Regions from separate parts of the Mus musculus genome. Here all the other regions are linked to region 3. The links are chromatin contacts, called in public ChIA-PET and HiChIP or PLAC-seq maps. All regions are on one chromosome and are shown on one strand. The core of a region is the stretch at or near the end of the contact, and the rest is flanking DNA. Distances in the headings are between cores, read along the strand shown.

Region 1 (3,527 bases), core at 176-2,675, 640 kb before region 3:
AACATCTGGGGAGGTGACTGAAACACAGCCACTTGCTGGAGTGCTCTGAAAGTGGCTTTTTAACAGCAGCTTCCCCACCCTGCCGCCACAAAGTCCTGTTGCCCTGAGCCATTTTATCTAAGTGAAATTCCTCAACTCCTTTTATAGCAATGGCGACCTCTCTAAGGACCCCAGGGTCATACAGAGTGAAGGCCTACCCAGCTAAAGTACCTTTGCCCACCAGAGTTTGGGGTGAAATTTTAAATAACTGAGAGCACTTGTAATTGAGAATTAGAAACTCAGTACAGAATAGGTCTGGCCATGGCTTCCTGGGGAACAACAGAGGAGAGTCTGAGGACAACGAGAAACCAAGGCAGGAGGCGGTCCTCTGAGCACCTCTTTTTACTCCGTTTCAGAGGGAGCTTGCCCTCAGCCACTGGGAGATAGGTTTGGACATCTCGTCTACCCACTGACCCTCGGTTTACCCTGTCTGTGCTGTGGAGGTAATAACCCTGCTTCCTAAACTGACGAGAGTACTGAGTATGGGAGTCTGAAAGTAATGGTTAGGGACTGGGTCTCCTCACAGAGTCATTACACCTCCCCCACCTTGGTGTGTTAGTCTGTGAATTGGACTAGGGGTGGCATGGGCTAGCTGGCCTTTTATAGAAGAGTAGCCAAGGCTGGAAGGTTCTGAGAAAAGATTTATGCGGTGGGAGTGGATGCACCTCCCCCTCTCAGCCCCCTCCCCCCCCCCAACGCCGCCGCCTCGTACCTCCTGGCAACACTACCCACCTCACATGCCACCTCGTTCTCTCAAAAACCCTCAGCCGGCCCTATCTGACACTTCAATGTTATTGTTGGTTTTGACCACTATGTGATCTTGATTGCTAATTTTCTCTTCCTTGAGAGCAGGGACTGCGTCTGGGGCTCAGCAGAGGGCCTGGTACATAGGGTGTGGGCAGTACTTTAATGAAGAAGGCACAGTGAGCTCAAGTCTGGGTCCCGCCCCCCCCCCTAAACAACCACTACATACTGAAGTCTCTCCTCCTAGGTATGCGGCCTAGGGGATGGAGAAGTTCCCCATCCCTACCCCCCACCCCCATCTCACCCTGGATGGACTGTCATGGAGCCCTTGACACTGTCTGGCGTGACCTGCATGTGTGCGCGTCGTCCCTGAGTCGAGGCACCACCCAAAGTGGCCGAATGCCTGGACAAGGACTCGGCACCCGGCGACCCATCCCGATTGGCAAAAAGAGCAAGGTCGGTGCGCGCGGGAACGACGAGGGCAGGAGGCCAGCCCCGCCTCTCCAGCGCGCTACCGGTGCAAACTTTCAAAAGACGCGGCGGCGGCCCCAGCCCCGCCCAAGCACGGTTGGTGGCGGGCGCGGGGGCGGGGCGGGCGCGCCCGGGCCGGTGGCTCCGCCTCCTCCCGCCGCCGCCCGCGCCGCCCATCTGCCGCCCGCCGGTCGCCGGTGCAGCGGCAATGCCCCGCAGCCCGGCCGCGGCCCCCGGCCCGCCCAGCTAGCCCCGCGCCGCGAGTCTCGGAGTAGCGATGGGCAACACGGTGCACCGGACCCTGCCAGGTACGCCCGGAGCCGCGCCCCGAAGTGGCGCGGAGCGCCTGGTCCTCCCCGGGTCGTCGCAGCCGCGGAGCCCGGGTGCAAGCCAGAGCCTGGTTGCCGGAGCCCGAGCCCCGGAGCCGCACCCCTGCAGGGATGTGCGGACCCCTCCTGGTTTTCCTGGCCTTGGCCGTGCGCCCCACGCCTTTGTTCCAGCCGGAGGTCGCTAATGAGCGAGCCGGAGGGAGGTATCGGGGCTTCCCCCGGCCGGAACCCTTCAGGGGGGTTGCAGGGCGCGGGTGTCCCGGGTCTCCGCGTACAGTCCACAGGCGCCCCCGGCACACGTGCTAGTTCTTGGCGGCGTTCCCACGCGCGCCCGGCTGCGCCCCGTTCGGGTGTCCGTTCTGTTGGGGGCCCTCCCAGCCCCATCTGAGCCATTGCTGTGGGGCGCATCGCCCCCTAGTTAAAAGCGCCCTAGAATTTCCTAGACCCGAGAAAGGCGGTGGGCGAGGGGCGTGGGGCGGGCGTGCGGAGGCCGGGGGACGCCACGCCTCGCTGAAAATACCTAGTGATGGTGGAACATGTCAGCGCGCCGAGGCTGTCACTGCCTGTCTGCAAAGAATCGTCCTCCTAAGAAAAGACACCCCGATTTTACACAAGAAGTTTAACCTCAGTACAGGAGAAATGACCCGGTGACAGGCAGTGGTGGGAGACTGCATGGGCCCTGTCAGCCTGTCTGCCCCGCCCCTCACCCCCACTGTGTCCCAAGTCTTCAGAAGTGTTTGGGCATAAAACTGGGCATTCGGCATTCGCAGCATCCTTAAGCAGAGGCTCTCTCTCTCTCTCTCTCTCTCTCTCTCTCTCTCTCTCTCTCTCTCTCTCTCTGTGTGTGTGTGTGTGTGTGTGTGTGTGTGTGTTGGGGGAGGGTAGTTCAGAGAAGAAGCAAGTTGGCTGTAGGTCAGATTTAGCACAGCCCAGCTGACACCCCATCTCTGTTCTGACACCCCCACAGCCCTTCCTCCGGCAGTTATCCTAATAGAGTTGTCTCTTCCCCTGGAAGGGATTGGACCAACCTGAGACCTAAGGACCACTGGGGAGACAGACAGCCCCTTCTACTAACAAGCCCCTGGGTGGCTTTTACTGGATCATTCCTAAGGTCAGCCAGGTGGAGTCACAGGCTGGTCAGCTTCAGAGGTGGCTTTGGAACCTGGGTCTGTACTAGACAGAGTGATAACCGCTTCTTGCTAGGCTGAAGAGACCCAGCCACCGATCTGGAGGGACCTGAGGTCACATCAGAGATGGCAGTCACAGAAGCCCATGACGGAGACACAGTACATACTCAACTAGAATTCCTGTGCTATTCTGGTTGGTTTTTTAAAAAGCCATTCTGCCACCTGTGGGTCACACTTGGAGCAAGGCAAGGGACAGGCTGTCTCACCAGGTGCTCACACATTGCTGGGGTGCCCATTCCCCTGGAGTCTGATGCTGTGGGTGGAGCACTCTAGGCTGGGGGCTCAGAGTCAAGGCAGGTCACCTCATGCTGTGTGGGAACCTCCTACCCTCAGTGAGGAGGCACATCAGATAACAGGTGCCCAAAATGTAAAGACTTATATATTGTTTTTAGATCCACCTGCCATTGGCTTCTGGCATCTTTACATCCTCTCACACCTGGACTGTTCTTTCTTGTCTCACCACCAGGTTCTCTGGTCACCTTTTCCAGGGACCTTACACTCTCTGCCCTAATGGGGACACCTTCATAAGGCTTCGTGTTTGTATGACTGTGCTGCACCATCACTGTGTCTTCTTGTGACTCTCTAGGGGTTCTGTGAGGACAGACTCCATGCCTTGATTGTCTCATTCCCTGGTTTGCCCGGCCCAGAACCTAGTGCCTAGTGCAGCCTCAGAACCGTGTGGTGGAGCGCACATGGAGCCTGCATATTTGGCTGAAGGAGTACTTGGCACAGGCTGGCCCTGAGGAAGCCTGTGCTC
Region 2 (3,346 bases), core at 316-2,815, 800 kb after region 3:
CAATCTGGAAACATTGCTAGTTATGAATAAAGTTTCAGAAGGAACTTACGACAGCTTGTGAAAGCTCAATGAATGTTAGTTGCAGTGACTAAAACAGTATAGCCAGGTGTGGTGTGAACAGCCACATTTTTTGGCGCTCAGGAGGCAGAGACAGGAGGATGGCTGCCACTTTGGCCACATCCTGGTCTATCTACATAGCAATCCCTGGGCCATCTAGGGCTATATCTGGATACCTTGTCTCAATCTCAACCAAGAGTAAACTTTTTTTTGGTGGTTTTTCGAGACAGGGGTTCTCTTTGTAGCCCTGGCTGTCCTGGAACTCACTTTGTAGACCAGGCTGGCCTCAAACTCAGAAATCCGCCTGCCTTTGCCTCCAGAGTGCTGGGATTAAAGGCTTGCGCCACCACGCTGGGCTCCAAGAGTAAACTTAAAAGACCTGGGGACTGGAGAGATGGCTCCCTGCTAAGTGCTGCTCTAGAGGGCTTAGGTGCAGTGCTCAGCACCCACACCAAGTGGCTCACAACTACTTGTAACTCCAGTGCCAAAGAATCTGACAGCTTCTGGTCTCTGTGGGCACATGACATTCACACTCACATAGGAATGCACAGATAAATAAAAACACTCCGTCTTTGGGGGGCGGTGCGTCTGAGTGGAGTACTTACCTCATTTGCTTGATGTAATTAATTCCTACTCCCGCCAAACTTACCAAGAAAGCAAAACCACACGAAATAGCGAGAATTAAAGACATTGGCTCTCATTTCCATTGCTCCCTTTTCAAAAGGCAGTTAAGTATATTGAGTCATGTACTAATGATCAATAGACATTTAAATTTCCTAAAGGGGGCTTTAAGCAAAGTATGTTGGTTAGGTTTGCTGTGGTTGTTCGGCGTTTTGACCTCAGCAGTTTGTCAGAATGGTGCATTGGGAAATGAGATCCTGCACTGAGCCATTGTCATGCATGGAAACAGGATTCAGCCCTTGCCCCAGTTTTGTAGCTTTGGTCAGATGGTATCTGAGTATCTCCTGGATACAGTGAAGAGTGGAAGGAGCCTCCATCTGTGTTTAATGGAGTGGCCCAAGGCTTGGCGAGCACTTTATCACGGAGGCCTTATGTATTTAGCAGCTTAATAACTGCAGATATTTTTCTTGAAACTGGAAGCATTAAAGGTTAGATTTCTTGGGTCTTTTTTTTTTTTTGTGGTTTTTCGAGACAGCGTTTCTCTGTATAGCCCTGGCTGTCATGGAACTCACTTTGTAGACCAGGCTGGCCTCGAACTCAGAAGAGACAAGGTCTCTTAATGTAACCCTGTCTTGGTAGTCCCCATGTAGACAGGGTTGGTCTCAAGGTCCTATATTTGCTTGCCTCTGGCTCTGGAGAGTTCGGAGTAAAGGCGAATGCCACCATCTACCTTCTGGAAGAGTGAGCCCCGCCTCTGAGCGTGTAAGCCCCGCCCCGCGCAGTTGCCCCGCCCCCTATGCCTCTGAGCTCCCGCCGCCCCGCCCCTCATCCCTTGCGCCTGTGCCGCCGCGCGCGTCCCCGCCCCTCGCCGTGCGCTCTCGCCACGGGGATCCCGGAGGGTGGCGTGCGGTCTGGGTTCTGCTCCGCGGGATCCTGCGGCGCCGCACGGGCGGGTGGGAACGCGGCGGAACTCCTGGCGCTGAGTTAGGGGCGACAGAGAGCCATGGCGGCCACTGTGGCTACGGCAGCCGGTGCCCGCGCCGCGGCGAGGTGAGAGGACGCCTCTTTTCCACAACTGAGGAGGCCACGGCTGCCCGTCTGCCTGCATTCCACGCGGGCCCGGGCTGCAGCATGGCCGGGATCATTAAGAAGCAGATCTTGAAGCATCTGTCCCGGTGAGAGCGCCACCCCGCGTACTCGGTCCTTTTCCGAGCCCTCCGACCTCCCTCCGGCCGCTCTGGGCGAGCGGCTCCCTGCAGGCGCGATTCAACTCTTGCGGGCCGTTGTCGGCGCTGCATTACTCCCTCGCCCGGGCCACCTTCCTCCCCACCCCCGTCGCCGCCTCCTTCCTCGGCGCGGGTCACCCAGCCCTTTCCTGGCCGTACCTTCCAGACCCGCACGGAACCTGGCAGGCCAGCCCTGGAGGCCTCTTCCCGCCTGCCGAGCCGCCCAGCGCCGGTTCATTTCTGGCTTTGCCGCTCCGTGCTGGATTACCCAGGTCCCCTTCGATTGCAGCGCCGACGCCGGCTTTCTCCTTCTGTGAGGCGAGCTCCTCCTCTTCTGTCTGACCCTGTTGCATCACTCTTGAAAAGATATAAACCCTTCACCCGAGGCTGGTCGTCCTTTCGGACCTCCCTCCTTTCTGGGTCCGCTTTCTTCTCCGTACACAGACGGATTGGAGAAAGGTCAGCGGAGGTGGGGGATAAAGTTTCAGCAGCCTTCCCTTTAAGATGCCATGGAGGTTTGTTTGACAGCCAGTGTCCACTTGTGCTTTGTGGCCTCCTGTTAAGCTGTCCTGTCGCTCTGTATTTGGGGCATGACGGGTTAGCTGGCAAGACACTTTTCAGCTATATCTGAAGGACTCCTGGTCTCTGCGTGATGATGCAGCTTGTTAGAATGGGTGGCTGCGAAAATTGGGAGCTAGCTTTGCAGTTGGTTTTCGCTGCTTATTCTAGCTTGGTGATGGTTGTTAATTTAGGTTGTCTCAGAGGCTCTAGTGATCCAGAGTTTGGCAGCACAGTGACTAGTGGTTTTCAAGAGGTGTGTGTGAGTGTTGCCAGTCAACATGGAACACCAGGGCTTGTGTGAGCCTCTGTCCCTGACGTGGTGTCCCCCGTTGCCTGGCTGACATTGGCTTATGTGATCTTAGACATTTATTAGCTAGATTCAGATACCTTGTTTGATTAACTGTTATGTGCATGACTGAAGGGCCGGCTCCTGGAGTCTGGGCACTTCCTCTTCAACGTTTATCTCTTTCAAACTAGATAGTAGTAGTAGATACGTCAAAGACTATCTAGGCTGCTGTGGTGCACACACCCCCGAGGTCCTAGCATTTGGAGGCTGAGGTAGGAGGAGTGGGGTTTTAAGGCCAGCCTACAGTAGAGTTCCCAGCCAACTTGGACCATGTGGTGAGACAGTGATAAATTAGAAGACTCCATGTGTTTTTATATTGAAAGATTTATTTAAGAGCCTCACAGAGCGCCCAGTAGGACACCGGGCATTTTGGGGGTTACAACTTGTGTGGCTAATTGTTCTTATTGGGTATGTGTGTGTTGTTTTGTGTGCGTTCAGAGAGGTGCAGAAGTGCCACAGTGTGCTAGTGGAGGTTGCAGGGCAACTCTGGGGAGTCATTGTCTAGTTCCACTTTCACAATGTGTTCTGGGGATCA
Region 3 (3,431 bases), core at 350-2,849:
ATTTATTTATTATATGTAAGTACACTGTAGCTGTCTTCAGACACTCCAGAAGAGGGCGTCAGATCTTGTTACAGATGGTTGTGAGCCACCATGTGGTTGCTGGGATTTGAACTCCGGACCTTTGGAAGAGCAGTCGGGTGCTCTTACCCACTGAGCCATCTCACCAGCCCCTGTTTTGATTTTTTAAATTAATTAATTAATTTTTATTTTATGTGCATTGATGTTTTACCTGCATGTATATCTGTGTGAGACCATCAGACCTCCTGGAACTGGAGTTACAGACAGTTGTGAGTTGCCATGTGGGTGGTGGGAATTGAACTTGGATCCTCTGGAAGTGTAGGCAATGCTCTTAACCACTCAGCCATCTCTCCAGCCCATTCTTACATTTATTTGAGGCAGACTCTCACGTGCCCTAGGTAAACCTCGAACTTACTATGCGACCTTTAACTCCCAGTCCTCCTGCCTCTACTTCCCCATTAAAGGCTTGGCTAACCACTACCACCAGTTCTAAGGGTCTTGGTAAAAATCCCCTGCACTCAAGAACTCTCGGTGCAGGTCAGCAGCTGTCTCACGGCTGGCGGCTGTCTCCACCCCTCCTGGGTCTCTTCCTGCTTCTGTCTCCAGTCCCCTCCTCCTTTTCTCCCAGGGACAAACGCCCCCATCCCCGCCCCTCAGGAAATAAGGGGGGCTGGGTGGGAGGGAGCAAACGTGACCAAAGGGGGTGGTGGTGGCGCATTCTTATCTCAGGAGTTCAAACCAAAGCTCTAGGAGGAAGCAAACGCCCAGCCTCCGTGGCGCAGAACAGAAAGTAGTCAACTTGGCGATGAGTTTGAGGGCTGAACTTTGTGAGCAAGGGCCCGCTACGAGAACTTGTTTCAGTGGGCGCTGGGGTGCACTATTAACTAGAGGAGGTAATGCTCTCCCCCTCCCAGTATTATTTATTTATTTTAAAGCAAAGACAGAAGGAGCCAAGAGAAACTGGAGCCAATTCCTCCTGGAGAGGGAGCGGCTGAACTGATTCGGAAGTTGGATCTCTTTGTACACAGGAATGTGGGGAGAAAGAGAGTGAGAGAGAGAAACCCCAACAAGGACAATTAAAAAACAAAAAACAAAAAAAAACCCAAACCCACCCCATTGCTTCATTTCCCCTCCAAGTCAAAGCACTTTCTATTGTGCAATGAAAAGACTTTTCATGTTGAGAGAAATGAATCCTGATTTGCAACGCTAAGGGCTTGAGCGCGCATCCAGGCGCAAGACGGTTCTCAGCTGGGCGCGGTTGCCGCAGGGTGACCGTGGCCAAGTTCCCGGTGTGCTCAGCCACGCGTGGGCCGCAGGCTAGGCGAGCTGGGGATCTCCGAGGGTGGAGAGCCCCGAAGTGCAGCGCGGTGCTGGTGGACAAGCCGTCTAGAGAACGCCCTAGAGCCTGGGGGTCGTCCGGTGGCAAGCTGGGCGCTTTAGGGGGTGCAGGCGTGCACGCGCGCGGTGTAGAAGAGGCCGAGCCTGGGGCGCGGGTGCACGTGGGAGCCGCGGCGGGGGCGGGGTGGGGTGTGGCCTCCCCGCCTCCCAGGCGGGATTTGCATGTGTGTGGCGGCCCCAGACTTCCTGCTCCTTCCAGGCTGCAGGTACGCGCGGGCCCGGCCGGGCTGGAGGGCTGCGAGCGCGCAGAGACGCAGGCACCTCCTCACCCGGACCCGGGTCGCGCCGCGCCTCCTCGCTCTCTGGTGGCAGTCAGCCTACTCCTGCCGTCCCGATCGTCCGGGTCGCCGGGCTGCGAGGTGGCACTGCGCCCCTCTCCGCCCAGCGCGCCTCAGTCCTCTGCACCGAGCCTGGCAGCTCGCTTCAGGGCGACCTCGTCGCCTCGAGCCCCGGAGGGCCGAAGCCATGAATGAAATGTCCAGCTTTCTTCACATCGGGGACATTGTGTCCCTGTACGCCGAGGGCTCTGTCAATGGCTTCATCAGCACTTTGGGGTGAGTGAGCCTAGGGCAAAGAGAGGGGCATCGGGACCACGGTACCAGCTGCTTGTTTGCCAATGTTCAGTCCCCTGAGCCCTTGATAGAGGCTTGCTTGGACAGCCCAGTCTCCAGAAGCGAAGGGACGCTGGCACCCCTCTCTTAGAGAAAGGAAGTGCGTTGTTTGCTCAGGTAGTAGTCGGGTGCCCTGGGGAGTTCTAGAAGGCGTCAGCGCCCACGAAGCCCGCCACTTCTGGCACACTCTTTTTCTTAACTCATGGCTGAGGGGTTCGGACTTCCTCTGCAAGTGGTCCTCGGGTTATGCAGGTGGCTGGGGCCTGAGTTGGAGAGGGCCTGGGTGTTCTTGTTTGGGATTCGGGGTGGGGTGCTAGGGTTGGCTCAGCCTGAAGCCTGGCACTCACCTCTATAGCCCCATCTTGAATCGGTTTATTTAATTATTTAATTAATCATTTAATTTATTTATTTGGAGAGGTAGCATCTTTTCACTCTCCTTGTGCCCCATCTCCTCTTCAGAGTGTTTTCTTTACCCTCCCTGTCCAGGCAGTCCAGGTCTTGGCCAGCTGGCCCCCCTCTCACCGCCACCCCCTCCTTGTCAATTTCCTGTGTAGCTACTCTGGCGCCCCTGGGTCCCTGGTCCCAGGTTCTCTAGAGCACTTTACAAACATTAATTAATTCTGGCTGTCACCCCCCGGGGTCTGGGCTGGATAAGCAGGGAATTGATTCCATCCCATGCTGGTGCCAGGCCGGTAGCTGGGAGAGGTTAGAATCCCAGTATCTTTTTGGATAGACCCTGAGCACCTCGTTGCTGCAGGGATGGAGGAAGCGCACAAGCCCGGATCTGGTCTTTCTGTCCCATTTTCGGGCAGGTGGGGTGGTAGTGGCTAATGTTCTGGTATCTCACGTTGTCAGCACCATCCAGCTGCTGGCAGGGTGACTCCTCTCTGGGGGCTTTGGAAGTGTGTCAGGAATTCTTTCAAAGTTAGCCCTGCAGGTGGGAGGCTCCTGGCTCCCTTGCTCTCTCCTCTTGGTGGTTGAAATTCAATGTGCTGTAGGGAGGAGAAACCTCCAGGGCCTCTCTGCCTGAGGAGGCTGAGATGGGAGTTCCAGCATCCCTCTCTTCTCCAAGCATCCTCCAGGCTCTCCTACACACCTCCCGGGTCAGATGGAAATTTCTACACACACATCTCCCCATCAGATTTCTCTTCTGAAGTTGCCCAGAGTTGAGGCGTGGAGCCTCGTCTGGGCCAGCATCTTTGCAGGCCTGGCTCAGAGCCCTGCCAGGCAGGGCCCTTCTTGGGGAGCTACAGGGGAACTGCGCAGTCAGCACTAAACATGCTGTCTTGGGATGGGGTGTGTGTTGGGGAGGGAGTGGCAAAGCCAAAGGTGGGAGCCCAGACTCCCCCCAACTCTGCAGATTCTCAGAAGTAGTCACATTTTGTTGATGTGTCTGGCTCAGGG
Region 4 (3,433 bases), core at 636-3,135, 810 kb before region 3:
TCCCCAGCACTCACGCGGTGGCTCACAACCATCTGTAACTCCAGTTCTGGAGGATCCAACACCCTGTTCTAACCTCCATGGGCACCAGGCATTCCCATGGTGTGTGCATACACACTCTCTCTCTCTCTCTCTCACTCACTCACATTCTCTCTCTTCTCTCTCTCTCTTTTCCAGGCAACAGAGTTATACACATAAATTCTAGAAAAAAAACATAACATTCACAAGCTGGACTTGGTAGCATATATCTGAGACCCTAGTACTTGAAAGAGCAAAGAGGCTCACCTCTGGTTTGAGGCCAGCCTGGTCTATACCATGAGTTCCAGGCCAGCCAGGGATAAAAGCAAAATTTGTCTCAAAAAACTCCATTCCCAAAAGAGAGTTGGGGAGCTGGGGAGGTGAGGAGCTGGGGTGCTAGGTCGGTTAGTAGGGTTCTGGGATGGTGACACAAAATTCCACCACTGGAAGACTTGTGACAAGAGGATTCTCTGGAACCCATATAGAGGAGGGAGAGCCCCTACAGGTCACTGTCCTTGACACACTACACCTACACTCACTCTTGCATGCACACACTCATTTCATAAGCTCTGCTGTACCCACCTCCTATGTACCTAGTAATACAAAAAGAATGTGGAGGGGGGAGTTAGACTTTGCAAACTGGGTCATAATGACAGTGGTTTCTATCACTCCCTATCGCCCCACTTCCCTTACAGATAACTCTTCTGAGGGAAGGCAGATACCAACAGAAAACAATGAGGACTCCTGCCACTGGTCTTTTGAGTCCACTATCTTGGATTTGGATCCCCCAACTTGGCGAGAGTTACTGGGCCATCATCACCCAGGTAGACTGATTCCCTACCCACAGAAAGTGTTGACTAATAAAGGTTGTTTTATTTTGTGCATTTGGGGAAGACCGCATATTGTAGCCCAGGCTTATCTCAAACTCCAAATTCATATGTCTCAGCCTCAACTTCTGGGATTACAGAAATCCACCACCACACCTAGGATAAAGATTGCTAGGATAAACCAATAAACTTCTTGTTTGTTATAAAGCAACATATAAGGAATACAAGGAGGCAATGGAAGGAGTAAGAAAAAACGCCAGTACAGAGAAGAAACAGACAGCTCGGTGTAATGAGGCAGGAAGATTGCTTCCAGTTCAAGGCAGCAGGAGGCGGTGGTGGCCTTAAAAGAACATTAGAACTGTGAGGGTGGAATATGAAGACAACCCCATCACCAACCACTCCTGACCGTACCCACCTCACTGCCTTGGGCCTGAACTTGAAGAACATGAACTGATTCTCACTGATACTAAACACACGGGGCCCAAAGAGCGTTAGGATTTAAGGAACATGTCCACCGGAGCACAAAGTTCCTCTGGTAGGTCAACCCCTGTCGCTCCGGGTCACCACAGCGCCCTCCAGGGAACAGACACGACGGAGCAGAGATTTGTTTGGCCAAGTTGAGCACGCTTGAGGGTGCCAGGCCCTGTGCACTGCTACTCTGGGAGCTCAGGCGGGGCCGACCTTAGCTGTGAGCTGCAAGTGGAGGCGGGACCCGCTCCTGGCCCCCACTAGCTCCGGGCGATCGAACGCAGACGGCTTTGGCCGGAACCAGCTCGCGCGTTAAGAGTTACCTAGTCCGATCCTGACCTGCTCTCGGACCTGTCCGCGAGATCCTGCTCCTCAGCAAGTGGTACAGGACTGGCGAGGCTGGCTCAACTGCGGTCCCTGGAATCCGGGATCCACATCCCCAAGGTTCCCGGGAGGACAGCGGCTGAACAGGAGTACAGACTACGCCGGACAGCAGCGCCCCTCCCCGGCGCACCCCGGTCCGCCCGGCCCCGAGGGCAGCGTGCCACGCCCCCACTGGGCCCACCCAGGAGGCCCGCCCCGCAGTAGGCCCCGCCCCAGAGAGGCTGTGACCCCCCCCCTTAGTTCGGCCCACCTGAACTGTGCGTCACTTCCTGCCAGCGGAAGGGGCGTACCACAGCGATTCCGTTCTGTTGACTGAGTCGGTTGCTTAGCAACACGGCCACTGTGTCCAGTGTTGCCCTTTTCGAGCAGAGAGCCTGTTTGTGCAGGAGCATTTTGGCATGATAATGCTGTGATGGCTTAGGCCTGGTGTTCCCATACTAACCCCAGGAATCCATGAATGGAGACAAGACAGAAGGCCCATGCTAAGGCTTCTTTTTTCTAGCCTGCGTATCTTTCCGATCACTTACTGGCCACGGTATTTTCTTTCCTCAGTGCACACGCAGGCACATAGAGACACACACTACGACAGAAAGGGAAGATCAGAGGACAGTTTTGTAGAGCTGGTTCACTTTCGCCTTTATGTGGGTTCTTGGGATCGAACTTAGGTTACAGGCTTGCACAATAGCTTGGCAAGGACTTTTACTCTCTGAGTAGGCATAAATTTTTTGCAACCTACTTTTTTTTTTTTTTTTTGGTTTTTCGAGACAGGGTTTCTCTGTGTAGCCCTGGTTGTCCTGGAGCTCACTTTGTAGACCAGGCTGGCCTCGAATCAGAAATCTGCCTGTCTCTGCCTCTCCAGTGCTGAGATTAAAGGCGTGTGCCACCATGCCCGGCTGCAACCTACTCTTAATAAGGGTCCAACCTCTCCTCTAGCCTACAACCCAGCAGAGGCAGTGGAAGAGAAAAGTTATTAGGATATGGGTGAAATGGACCGGTTCAGCAATAATTCTTTAGGGGTGAGCTAGATCTTCTTGGGCAGCAGTTCAGTCCCATAGCAAACACCAAGTACAATTCAGCAGCTGCAGACCAGTCCTCTAGGGGGGCAGACACCAGACACTAACCACCAGCTGCAGTCCAGTCCTCTAGGGGGGCAGACACCAGACACTAACCAGCAGCTTCAGTCCAGTCCTTTCAGCAAGCAGACACCAGGCAGCTGTAGTTAAATCCTGAAGAAACTTCTAGATTTGCCAACCAGCCTGATGTGAGGCCGCAGAAGCTGCAAGCTGCCATAGGAACCTCACAAGCAGTTCTTTGGATAATTTCTCTCAATGGCAGTGTTACCACAAGGTGAGCTCAACAATGCTATGTAAGGCGAACAAATACATGCGTGTCTTTAGCAAAGAATAGCAAGGCAGAGCAAACCAAATCTCAGTGCTCCTCTCCCACTGTCTGTGGGGTCACATTTATACTCCTTTATCAAGAGTCCTTACACGTGTCTGCTATATCCAACAAGCATCCTTTCACTTGTGTCTGCTTCAGGAAAACAGTCTTTTATGTGTTTGCTTTATCAAGACATCCTTTCAGCTAGGCAGTGGTGGCGCACGCCTTTAATCCCAGCACTTGGGAGGCAGAGGCAGGCGGATTTCTGAGTTTGAGGCCAGCCTGGTCTACAGAGTGAGTTCCAGGACAGTCAGGGCTACACAGAGAAACCCTGTCTCAAGAAAAATGAAAAAAATAAA

What was found. ChIA-PET counts read pairs in DNA pulled down with a chosen protein or histone mark. HiChIP or PLAC-seq counts read pairs in DNA pulled down with a chosen protein or histone mark.
Region 1: a contact with region 3 is called in an HNF4G HiChIP or PLAC-seq map of pancreatic cancer cells. The contact joins the promoter of Neurl1b here to the promoter of Itpr3 in region 3. A contact is called at or near these places in 2 of 39 promoter capture datasets (both in liver) and 1 of 115 datasets of contacts at active chromatin or transcription factors (pancreatic cancer cells).
Region 2: an RNA polymerase II ChIA-PET map of memory CD8 T cells shows a contact between it and region 3, with 5 read pairs. The contact joins the promoter of Uhrf1bp1 here to the promoter of Itpr3 in region 3. A contact is called at or near these places in 2 of 115 datasets of contacts at active chromatin or transcription factors (memory CD8 T cells and pancreatic cancer cells).
Region 4: a FOXA1 HiChIP or PLAC-seq map of pancreatic cancer cells shows a contact between it and region 3. The contact joins the promoter of Fam234a here to the promoter of Itpr3 in region 3. A contact is called at or near these places in 1 of 484 Hi-C or Micro-C datasets (CD4 T cells) and 1 of 115 datasets of contacts at active chromatin or transcription factors (pancreatic cancer cells).

The regions. Positions count from the first base shown.
Region 1 is chr17:26,413,434-26,416,960 of GRCm38.p6, forward strand. It overlaps Neurl1b (neuralized E3 ubiquitin protein ligase 1B), which reads left to right and starts at 1,426. Exons shown (of 5, transcript NM_001081656.3): 1 at 1,426-1,562. The coding sequence starts at 1,532.
Region 2 is chr17:27,854,942-27,858,287 of GRCm38.p6, forward strand. Uhrf1bp1 (UHRF1 (ICBP90) binding protein 1) reads left to right here and starts at 1,566. Exons shown (of 21, transcript NM_001080769.1): 1 at 1,566-1,853. The coding sequence starts at 1,810.
Region 3 is chr17:27,055,705-27,059,135 of GRCm38.p6, forward strand. It overlaps Itpr3 (inositol 1,4,5-triphosphate receptor 3), which reads left to right and starts at 1,600. Exons shown (of 58, transcript NM_080553.3): 1 at 1,600-1,970. The coding sequence starts at 1,882.
Region 4 is chr17:26,242,357-26,245,789 of GRCm38.p6, forward strand. Fam234a (family with sequence similarity 234, member A) reads right to left here and starts at 1,886. Exons shown (of 13, transcript NM_001206335.1): 1 at 1,650-1,886.